3 separate regions of the Zea mays genome follow, and regions 1 and 2 are each linked to region 3. Evidence: chromatin contacts called from public Hi-C data. All regions are on one chromosome and are shown on one strand. Each heading gives the region's core, a stretch centred on a gene start, on an enhancer-like site or on the middle of the called end of the contact. The rest is flanking DNA. Distances are from core to core; before and after follow the strand shown. Region 1 holds the start of LOC100194126 (cryptochrome2). Region 2 holds the start of LOC100284946 (catalytic/ protein phosphatase type 2C). Region 3 holds the start of LOC100384264 (Myosin heavy chain-related protein).

Region 1 (3,006 bases), core at 455-2,954, 450 kb after region 3:
TAAATCTAGATTTTTTTTTTGTTCTGAGGTGTGGAAGTATCCTAAACATGCTTACACGGACGGAGCAGGCCGCACCATCATCTATCTCCCCCATCGTGGAATGAAATCGCGCGCGGCAGATGGCGATGGCATCGCCGCCGTCGTCGCGAGCGACTTTATGCGCCCACCCACGCAAAAGGCGCAAGGGCGGCAACAGCGACCGCCCGAATGGAATGGAATGGAATGGAATGGGCATCATCCGCGGCCGGGCCCCCATCGACCCATTCCATCTCTAATCCCCGGCCGCTCCTCCGACGCACACGGAACACTGCACAACGTTGGGGTTCGCGGTCTGCAACTGAAACGAGTTTGAGGAGGAGCCCTCCCTGTTTCGGAGCAGCAGCGCTAGCTCTCGTGCTTTTCCGGGCACTAGGACGAGGACGAGGACGAGGTGACAGGACAGCGTCGCGTCCGTTGGACGTGCGTGCCACCCATGAACGATCATGCGTTAAGATAGGTTCTCTTATCATCATCTACAGACGATCGACCACAGCGAATATATATATTCGTCGTCACGAGGATCTGGATGCAAAGGCAGGCATTAGGCCAGGCCAGCCATGCGTAGCCGGGCTCCATCATCCAAGTTTCCCAAGCCTTTTTTAGATCAGTACTACAGGTCAAGCATGCACAAGTGCACAGCGCTGTCAGGAAAGGAAAGGAAAGAAAAGGGGGGCCCCCGACGCGCCTCACGTCCATGCGCCGCCCATCCAGGAACTGCTTTGCATATAGAGCTTATCCGGTAGGACTATATATGTTGCGTTTTATCATTAATCATGTACTTTGATTTATATCTAACGTAACGTAGGAGCAGAATTGCTCACTGAGATACGAACACGCGCGGCTCTATATATCTCCAAAATATAGTGTGACAATAATTAGAGATTCTAACTAAAAAGAAACAGTTGGATGGCAATAAAAAGGTTAATATGGAGAGAATCTTTTAGATTATTATTGATGTGAAGAGACTCTTGGAGAGTTGGAGTTGCTCCATTGATAAACTAGAACGTGAAAGCTCGATTATTAATCCATTGTTAGGCGATGTGTGGTCCCTACAACGGTACAATAAAAAGGGTTTGAACCAACCAAGAAGACATTTTTTTTCTGGATAAAGCTTGCCTTTTTGCATTAGATAAGACGGACTCTTTTTTGCCAGCATTATTAGAGAAGACGTCGAACATTCGCACCAAAGGAAAATGGCAAAGGCTAGGATACTTGTTTGGAGAGGAGAGAGAGAGAGAGGAGAGAGAGAGAGAGAGATAGCTGTGTTACTTTGATCACAGTGGGCAGAAAAAGGCACTCACAGCATTTTTTTGCTAAAAATAATCAAACGTGCCGCTCCAAACTTTACGGGATGCCTTTTGCTTTGAGAAATTTAATCCTTGCTTTTTTTTTTGGTTTTTGTAGCCCTGTTTTGTTCTTAAAGTGAAGTTATCTTATCTCAATGAAAGCAAAGCCTAGTATTTCACGGGAAAGCCGATAAGTAGAGAATTCCACTATTAACAAACCATTTTGATTTCTCCCCCTTTAATTTTCTCTGTCGGAATAATAATGCTATTGTAATACAGAGTAGGGAATATTATATAGAGGGAAACGGTGAGGGCCAGGGAGGCAAATGGACAAGGAGAAAAGTTAGATCAAACCTAGCCAAGCAATCCTGATATCCACAGCCTCTTTCTCCACTGGACGAGAACTGTCCCAGCAGAAACCAGAAGCACCAACTGCAAACATCAGAGAAGAGAAGAGTAGGGGGGAAATTACTACTCTACGACTCGTGCGCCCACTCCTCCACTGTTCTTGGGAATCTCGGGGGAGAAGAGGAAGAAAGCAGTGGGTCTCAGCGCACCACTCATTATTCCTGGCTCCATGGCTTCCTGACGTCCCTGTGCGGCGGGGACCCGGCGATGAGGATCGTGGTGTGGTTCCGGAGGGACCTCAGGGTGGAGGACAACCCGGCGCTCGCGGCGGCGGCGCGTGCCGGTGGGGAGGTGGTGCCGGCGTACGTCTGGTCGCCAGAGGAGGAGGGCCCTTACTACCCCGGCCGCGTATCCCGGTGGTGGATCAGCCAGAGCCTGAACCACCTGGACGCCTCGCTCCGCCGCCTTGGGGCGGGAAAGCTTGTCACGCGGAGGTCGGCCGACGCCGCCGTCGCGCTGCTCCAGCTGGTCCGCGACACCGGCGCCACGCACGTCTACTTCAATCATCTATACGGTTTGTTCCATGCTTCCACCCAGTAGGAAATATTCTTCCTCTCATATTGTTATTGATTTCTTTTTATATTGTTATCACTCAGCGATTGTATCCAGGATTCCCCTCCTTGGTACACAATTATCGAACTTGGCTTCACTAGATAAAACAAATCAATTGCAGTTTCTTTCTTTTTTGTTTCACTATTCATCTGAATTGTTCCATGTCGAGCAGATCTTTATATTATTGAGGTTGTGCTTGATATATTAGAACTCGTAACTCCACATGTCAACTGCTTCCCAGTTGAGCAAGAGCCCTGGTCTCAAGCCTTGAGTCTTGATAAACCTCCACTTGCCAACTGAGTAAAATCCCAGCATTTCGCCGTCTCCTTAACTCACAAAAGTTCTTTGCTTCCCTAGTCCATCCCATTGAGGTATGCCAAGTTCCACATATAGTAGTTCTGTAGTGCTTTAGTTTTCACTCCACTAATTGCTTGGCCTGGTACTAAGAGAAGATGCTTTAGGCCTTTGAGTCCATCTCATCTTACTGTGTCACCATCTTTTCAGACCCGATCTCACTGGTCAGGGACCGCCGGTTGAAGGAGATGCTGGCGGCTGAGGGCATCGTTGTGCAATCTTTCAATTCGGATCTGCTGTACGAGCCATGGGAAGTTGTCGATGATGAAGGGCAGCCATTCACCATGTTCGACCCGTTCTGGAACAGGTGCCTCAGCATGCCGTATGACCCCCCTGCACCGCTTCTGCCCCCGAAGAGGATCAATTC
Region 2 (3,032 bases), core at 469-2,968, 350 kb before region 3:
TAGATTATATTGTTCACAGAGTGGAGTTTAAAATATGGAGTGAGATAGGGAGTGTGATAGGGATTCTGCTAGAGATAGTCAGAGCTCCATCCAGCTAAGCTCCCATCTAGCACGACTTAAAGCCCCGCTTAAGGCTAGTTTGGCAACACCATTTTCTCAAGGATTCCTATTTTTCAAGGGAAAATGAACTAATTTTCCTTAAAAATAGAAATCCTTTGAGGAAATGGGGTTCCCAAACTAGCCCTTAACCAATGAAAATGTCATACATCTAATAGCTTGCTATAAACCAAACCAGTCACAGACAGGCAGCAATCTGCCGAAGTTTTTTTCAGAACAAAGAAAACACCTTTAAAAAAGCAGTTCTCTGCCTCAGAAACTTCAACAAAAAAAAGTATTAAATATTTCACCAAAAACAGAAAAAAATAAAAGCACGTTAGCTGTTTTCCAATAAAGAAACCTTTTTTTGGCTACCAACTGCATAAACTAGATGGAAAACTTTGGAGTGAGTGAAAAGGCAAAGAGCAACCTCAGCACCACCGACAACATTTAGCCTTCCAACTTCACCTCCGCATTCGGTTACACGTCCAACCCTACAAATCAAAAACTAACAAGTCAGAAAAGCCCAACGTGTAACCAGCTGTAGAACAACAGTGCACGGTAAGAAAGAAGTCTTACTCCTCTTCATTAGCGTCAAAGCGGTGGTCAGCCGACAAATAGTAGATGGATCCCGCAGCATCAAGGACACAACGTGAGTCACCAACGGACGCAACAGTTACAACGGAGCCATCAATTATGGCAAGTGTCACGGTTGTCCCCGAGGAATGAGCTGAAAAAAAAATGTACACGGGACAGGCCAACAAGGATCAGCACCATCAAACCATTTACACGGTCAATTTGAAACAATCCCCACCTAACGCCTGGCCATAGAGATGCCAGGATGGCAATAGATGTGCCGGTACTCTACTCAACTAGTAGTACATGCGCGGTACTTGCTAGTAGTTGGTAGTGACAAGTGAGGGTAGCAATCAATTTAGTTCCATGAATCGAAGGAATTTCAGTTACCTTTAGTTTGAAAATCCTTGTCGGTCTTGACGAACCCGGCGACGAGCGCCCTTGGGAGCGCGGCGAGCCAGTCGTCCCTGCTCAGATCGGCCGGGACGCAGCCGAGCACGTTGGCGAGGAGGTGCTCCTCGGCGTACACCGCTGCGGCGCTCCCGTTATGCCCGTCGAACAGCTGCAAGAGCGAACGAGACCAAGCACCGGCGAGGCGCCCTGTCAGCACGAACCCGGAGCATAGTAGCAGACTAGCATTGGGACGCGTAAGGTAAGACGGGTCCGGGTCCAGGGAGGTGGGCAGCGCTTACGGCGAAGGCGGAGAAGGAGGTGGACGGCGCGCCGGGGCGTCGCTCGCAGGCGGGCTTGAGCAGCGCGAAGTCCTCGCCCTTCTTCGCCCGGCAGGCCTGCCCCGCCGCGACCGAGGGCCGCTCGCCGCCTCCCAACGCGGCCCGCTCCGCCGACGCCTCCCGCCGCAGAAAGTCCCCGAGCGCCACGCTCCCGGCCCGCCTGATCCTCCCGCTCCGCGACGCCGACATCCTTAATCACAGCCAGATCCCGGCGGCGGCGGCGGCTGTAGCAGATCGGGCGAGCATCGCCCCTCCCTCGCCTTGGCCTTGCTGGCGCTAGCGCGCTGGTCTAGTCTGCTCGGGGGAGCACGAGCACGAGGCGCGCACTAGCCTTTTCCGCCCGCTCGCTGCCTCGCCTTTTGGGGTGGTGGGGAGGGGGGATTGCTCGGCTGGCCGGGGACCCCGCTGCCCGCTCGGCGCGTTGCGGTTGCTTTGCGGGACGAGGGAGGGAGCGGCGGAGCGGGGGCAAGCGAGCGACCTGTCACATGGGGCGCTCGGTACAGGACGCGCAAATCCAGCCCGCTCCCACGCGCGCCGGCCCCTCGCCCTACGAAATGAAATCCCGAAAAGCGGCAGGAGGGAGCGCGCGGCCGCGTGCGTTTTTAACTCCGGGACGCGGCAAGCGGGTGGGCGTGGGTCTGGGTCAGGTGGGGGAAGAGCGAGTTGATCGGGTGTTCGCGTGGTGGCACCTGGCCGGGGGCAGTGGAAGCACCGGTCGTCCAGGTCTTCGGCAGTGTCCTGTAGCTGTACATCAGCAAGAATTTTCTGCAGCATGTGGCTGTGAAAGCATTACTGTCCTACGAACGAGGCAGGATCGGTCGATCGGATGTGCATTTAGATTCCCGGAACCATTTTTTCCCCGAAGTCCAGCGATAGGGTTGGTGTGGTCCTTCTCCACTGGCCGATGCACGGATAATGGGGATAACTAACATGGCATCCGCAAAACCCGCGGTGGAGCCCAGAATTTTTAAACTGTGCATTTTTAACATAAAAATATGCACCAAATTAATTATAGGTGATATAAGATAAGGATAAGTGCAAATGGTTTTTATTGTCGTTTATTTAGAAAGATAATTCATGATAGTTTGTTCTTATACTTTTCTAACCTCTATTGTCATCTACATATAAACACATAGATTTTGTGTTCAGCTGAGCCAGGGATGGTCGCCTACTCGCCTGCCGCCTGGCAGTATACTGAGACTCGTCGTTCCGTTGCTTAACAGTCAGTTGCTTACAAGTATACAGAAGTCGGATCCACATGATTACAAGTATATTAGTTACATAATTTTATCTAGTCCAGTATGATAAAATTTTAGGTTAATCAAAGCTACAGATTCTGAACAAACTCACTTTTACTATCAAAACAAAGTTGATCAATTCTCGTTAAACTCTGTCACATGTCTTATTCCATTAATATGTCAAAATTTGTAAGTCTGACTAGCATGATTCTAGCCGGGTTAGTTGCGTATTTTTACTTTGTTTAGTCCGATAAAATTCCAGGTCGAACGAAGTTACAGATTTTGAACAATCTCGTTTCTACTAACAAAAATAAAGTTGATTGATTATCGTTATATTCGGTCACAGATGTCTTGTTTCTCGTTAATATATCAAGATCCGAAAGTTCGATTA
Region 3 (3,326 bases), core at 520-3,019:
CGGAATATCAGGCTCTTCTTGTGCTTCGTGGAGTCCTCCGTGTCAACGTAGTGGCTCTCGTCGATGTGGTCGAACTCGTCGTCCAAGTCCTCCGTCGCCGCGTCCGCCGCGGACTTGAGGTCGGCGATGTTGCTCAGGGACGCGAACACCCGATCCCTGGGGTTCAGGTTCCCCATCCGCGCGGACCGCGAGAAGCCAGTCGTCAGCTTACCCGGCTCGCCGATCGAGTACGTCCGCCGGCTGCTCGGCGTCCGTGGCTTGTCAGGCATCCACCGCTGCGACGCCGACCGCGGCGTTCCCTTCTTGCTGCTGCCATTCGGAAGGCGCTGATCGAGGCCGTAGCCCGGCGCGGGGGCGGTCTTGGCGGACGACGCGGGCGTGTTGCACGCCGTCGTTGTGGTGGCGGCGAGGAGGCTGTTGAGCTCCCTGAGGCTACCCTGCGCCGCGGCCTCGCTGACCCTGACGCACTCGTACTCCTGGCGGAGGCTCTGCAGCGCGCCGTCCTTGTCGGCGACGGCGGCGCTGAGGCGCGCGTTCTCGGCCCTGGCGAGCTCCAGCGAGTCCCTGGCGGCGCTGGCCTCGGCCACGGCCTGCTTGAGGATGTCCCGCAGGCGCGCGTTCTCGTCGCGGACGACGCGCTGCGACTCCACCAGCCTGGTGTTCTCCTGCCGCGCCCGGCTCGCGTCGCCCTCGGACGCGCGCACGCAGTCGAGGAGCACGCGCTCCTTGTCGCCCCAGGCCGCCGCGCACTCGTCGGCCTCGAGCCTGTAGCGGTCGCGCTCGTCGGACGCGCCGCGCAGCGCCGCGCGCAGCCGCCCGGCCTCGGCGTTGGCGGCCTCCAGCTCGGCCTGCGCCTCGGAGAGCCAGGCCTTGACCTGCCTGGCCTCCGCGGTCACGTCCGAGAGCGCGGCGGAGAGGTCGTCCAGCGCCTTGCGGCTCCTCTCCTCGCCCTGCACCGCCGCCCGGAGCTCCGCGCGCAGGACCATGATCTCCTCGTCCGCGCCGCCGAACATGAGGTCCCTGACGCTCCTCTGCTCCAGCACGCCGCCGCGCCGGGCTGACGCGAGGCTCTTGCTCGCCTGCTGCTGCAGCGTGGCCATCTCCAGCTTGGCCTCCTCGAGCGATATCTTGGTCTGCTCCAGCTGCTTGGTCTGGTATATCAGCGACTCCAGCATCTTGCGCTCCGACTGCTTGGACTTGCTCACCTCCCGCTCCAGAAGGTGCACCTTGTCCGCGACACCCTTGGCGCCGCCGTCCCGCCTCAGGTCCTCGAGGTCCCTCACGGTCCGGGCCTTCTCCTCCCGCTCCCTCCGGAGCTCCTCCTCCAGCTGCGCCACCCGCTGCTGCATCGCGCCCACGCCGCGCCGCCTCTGCCGAACAGGAAACCAAGAGCCGCCGCCGTTAGAAAAAAACAAACTGTAATGTCCTTAATATATACCGGCGCCCCTGATCGGTCTTGACTCCGTTCCAAAGGCGTTCGGCTTCGTGCGTAACGTAGCGTGGGAGATGGCAACAAAAGGCGGTGGTGTGCAGTACCTCCGGGGACAGGGACGCCTTGGAGCCGCCGCCGGCGGATGAGCGGCTGCGCTGGAGGCGAGGGGACAGCTCGCGGTCCCTGGAGACGGACGAGGCGGTGGCGGCACCCCTGAGGCCTGAGCCCGGCCTCGAAGGAGATCCGATCTGCGAGGTGGATGGCGGATCCCAGTTGAGGAAACCGTATCGCCGGACTAAATAGTCAAACAATAAAAGAACGCACATGGAGGCCACTGTCACAGGGAGTGGCAACGGAGAGATCAGCCGGGGAAGAAGGATCTATAGCCAAGGAAGGTGCGTGGGCGGGCGAGTGAATTCTCACCTCGGGTCGGGCACGAGGCGGCCGGCGCGGACTCCGAGGCCAGGAAAAGAAACCCGTGTCAGAGGGGAACGTAAAAGAAGAAGGCCTGGCGGGCCACCGCCGAGGACGGGGTCGGGGACTCGGGGGTGCTGTACTGCTGTGGTCGTGGTCGTCGTCGTGGAAGGGCAGGGGCGCAGCCGCGCAGGGCGAAGGTGAAGCCACGCCGTGGGCAGGGCTTTTTGGAATGCAAGGATTTTAGATTTTACAATCGGTTTATTTTTATAGGAAAGACGAAATATTTCGCCTCAGATACGTATATATATTAAAAAACAAACGGAGTCCGGTTTACATGTATGTATTGTGTGCGTCGTCGCGGGCGAGGGCCCGCAAAAGGCGGGTGCGTTTGGAGCCTGGCGGGCGGCAGGCGTGGACACTGGATAGCGGACACGGCGTGTGACATGGGGTCAACGGCGGTGGTTTTGCCCGGTATTCTTTGATCGGGCACGGGGGCGGGGGCTGGAGCTGGAGCTGGAGCTGGGGGTGGCCGTCTGTCGCGCCGGCGCGGGAGGGCCTCCCTCCCTTCTGCGTGCCGCCGTTTGGTGGGGCGCGGGCTGCGGGAAAATTCTGTTGAAGCTGCGGCCACGTGATGACCACGTGAGAGCGGTTGATCGTTGAATGGGGTAGGCAGGTCTAAGTTTTTTCTTTTTCAGCGCGTCGTTAGTATACACGGACCTTTCTCTTGAACCAGTCAATCAGATGACGACGCTTCTGCTGGTAGTTTCATAAATATTTTTTCAGCGTTACAAGAACTCCTTACCCTTGACGAGGAGTATAGTATTTTAGATAGTGGTGATGGGAAGTTGAGATCTCAGTTGACTATAACCCTATCATGTATATAGAAGATGACCTTATACCACTAAAATGTAAATCTAAGACGTCCCCACGTTAAAATAGATCAAAACCAATTTACAATATAAGGGTTTTTTCGGTTATTTGCAATCCATATAAATTGGAGGGGATTGATACGAATTGGAGGAGCTTTTGACTTACTAGGGATTGAAACCCCATCAATCCCCCTCAATCAATATGGATTGGGTAGAACCGAATATGGCCTAAATCGGTTGCCTAGCTAACGAAAAAATCGGCTAAACCGAGTTTCTAGAGGATGGGCACCTGTGGACTGTGGTCGACTTGGTTGGCTGTAGGAGGATGGCCTGCTCGGACTTGAAGGCCATCCTGTTTAGCCTATCGGACTTGAAGGCCGTCCTATTTAGCATATCTCCGATAAATTTCTTATCTTATACTCTATTTTATCTTTTAATTCAAACTTCATCCTATAAATAGTATTATATACTTATGCTCTATTTTATCTTCTAATTCAAACTTTATTCTATAAATAATATTATATAGTGCGTTTTTATTAGTCCTGTCAATTGCCCAACGCAAAGTGGACCGACGATACGGGGCTCCCAAATTTTTGGAGCCTAATTTT

What was found. Hi-C and Micro-C count contacts between places; a contact is called where the count stands out from the background.
Region 1: a contact with region 3 is called in a Hi-C map of tassel, with 3 times the contacts expected there. The contact joins the promoter of LOC100194126 here to the promoter of LOC100384264 in region 3. A contact is called at or near these places in 10 of 25 Hi-C or Micro-C datasets (bundle sheath, ear, endosperm and 4 more).
Region 2: a contact with region 3 is called in a Hi-C map of leaf mesophyll, with 3 times the contacts expected there. The contact joins the promoter of LOC100284946 here to the promoter of LOC100384264 in region 3. A contact is called at or near these places in 2 of 25 Hi-C or Micro-C datasets (ear and leaf mesophyll).

Annotation. Positions count from the first base shown.
Region 1 is chr2:45,387,638-45,390,643 of Zm-B73-REFERENCE-NAM-5.0, reverse strand. LOC100194126 (cryptochrome2) reads left to right here and starts at 1,704. Exons shown (of 5, transcript NM_001359400.1): 1 at 1,704-2,247; 2 at 2,790-3,006. The coding sequence starts at 1,941. It overlaps LOC103648599, which reads right to left and starts at 256. Exons shown (of 3, transcript XM_035965058.1): 1 at 76-256. The coding sequence starts at 256.
Region 2 is chr2:46,186,646-46,189,677 of Zm-B73-REFERENCE-NAM-5.0, reverse strand. LOC100284946 (catalytic/ protein phosphatase type 2C) reads right to left here and starts at 1,718. Exons shown (of 9, transcript NM_001157841.2): 1 at 1,365-1,718; 2 at 1,063-1,234; 3 at 676-826; 4 at 527-590. The coding sequence starts at 1,592.
Region 3 is chr2:45,836,998-45,840,323 of Zm-B73-REFERENCE-NAM-5.0, reverse strand. It overlaps LOC100384264 (Myosin heavy chain-related protein), which reads right to left and starts at 1,769. Exons shown (of 2, transcript NM_001176829.1): 1 at 1,537-1,769; 2 at 1-1,370. The coding sequence starts at 1,758.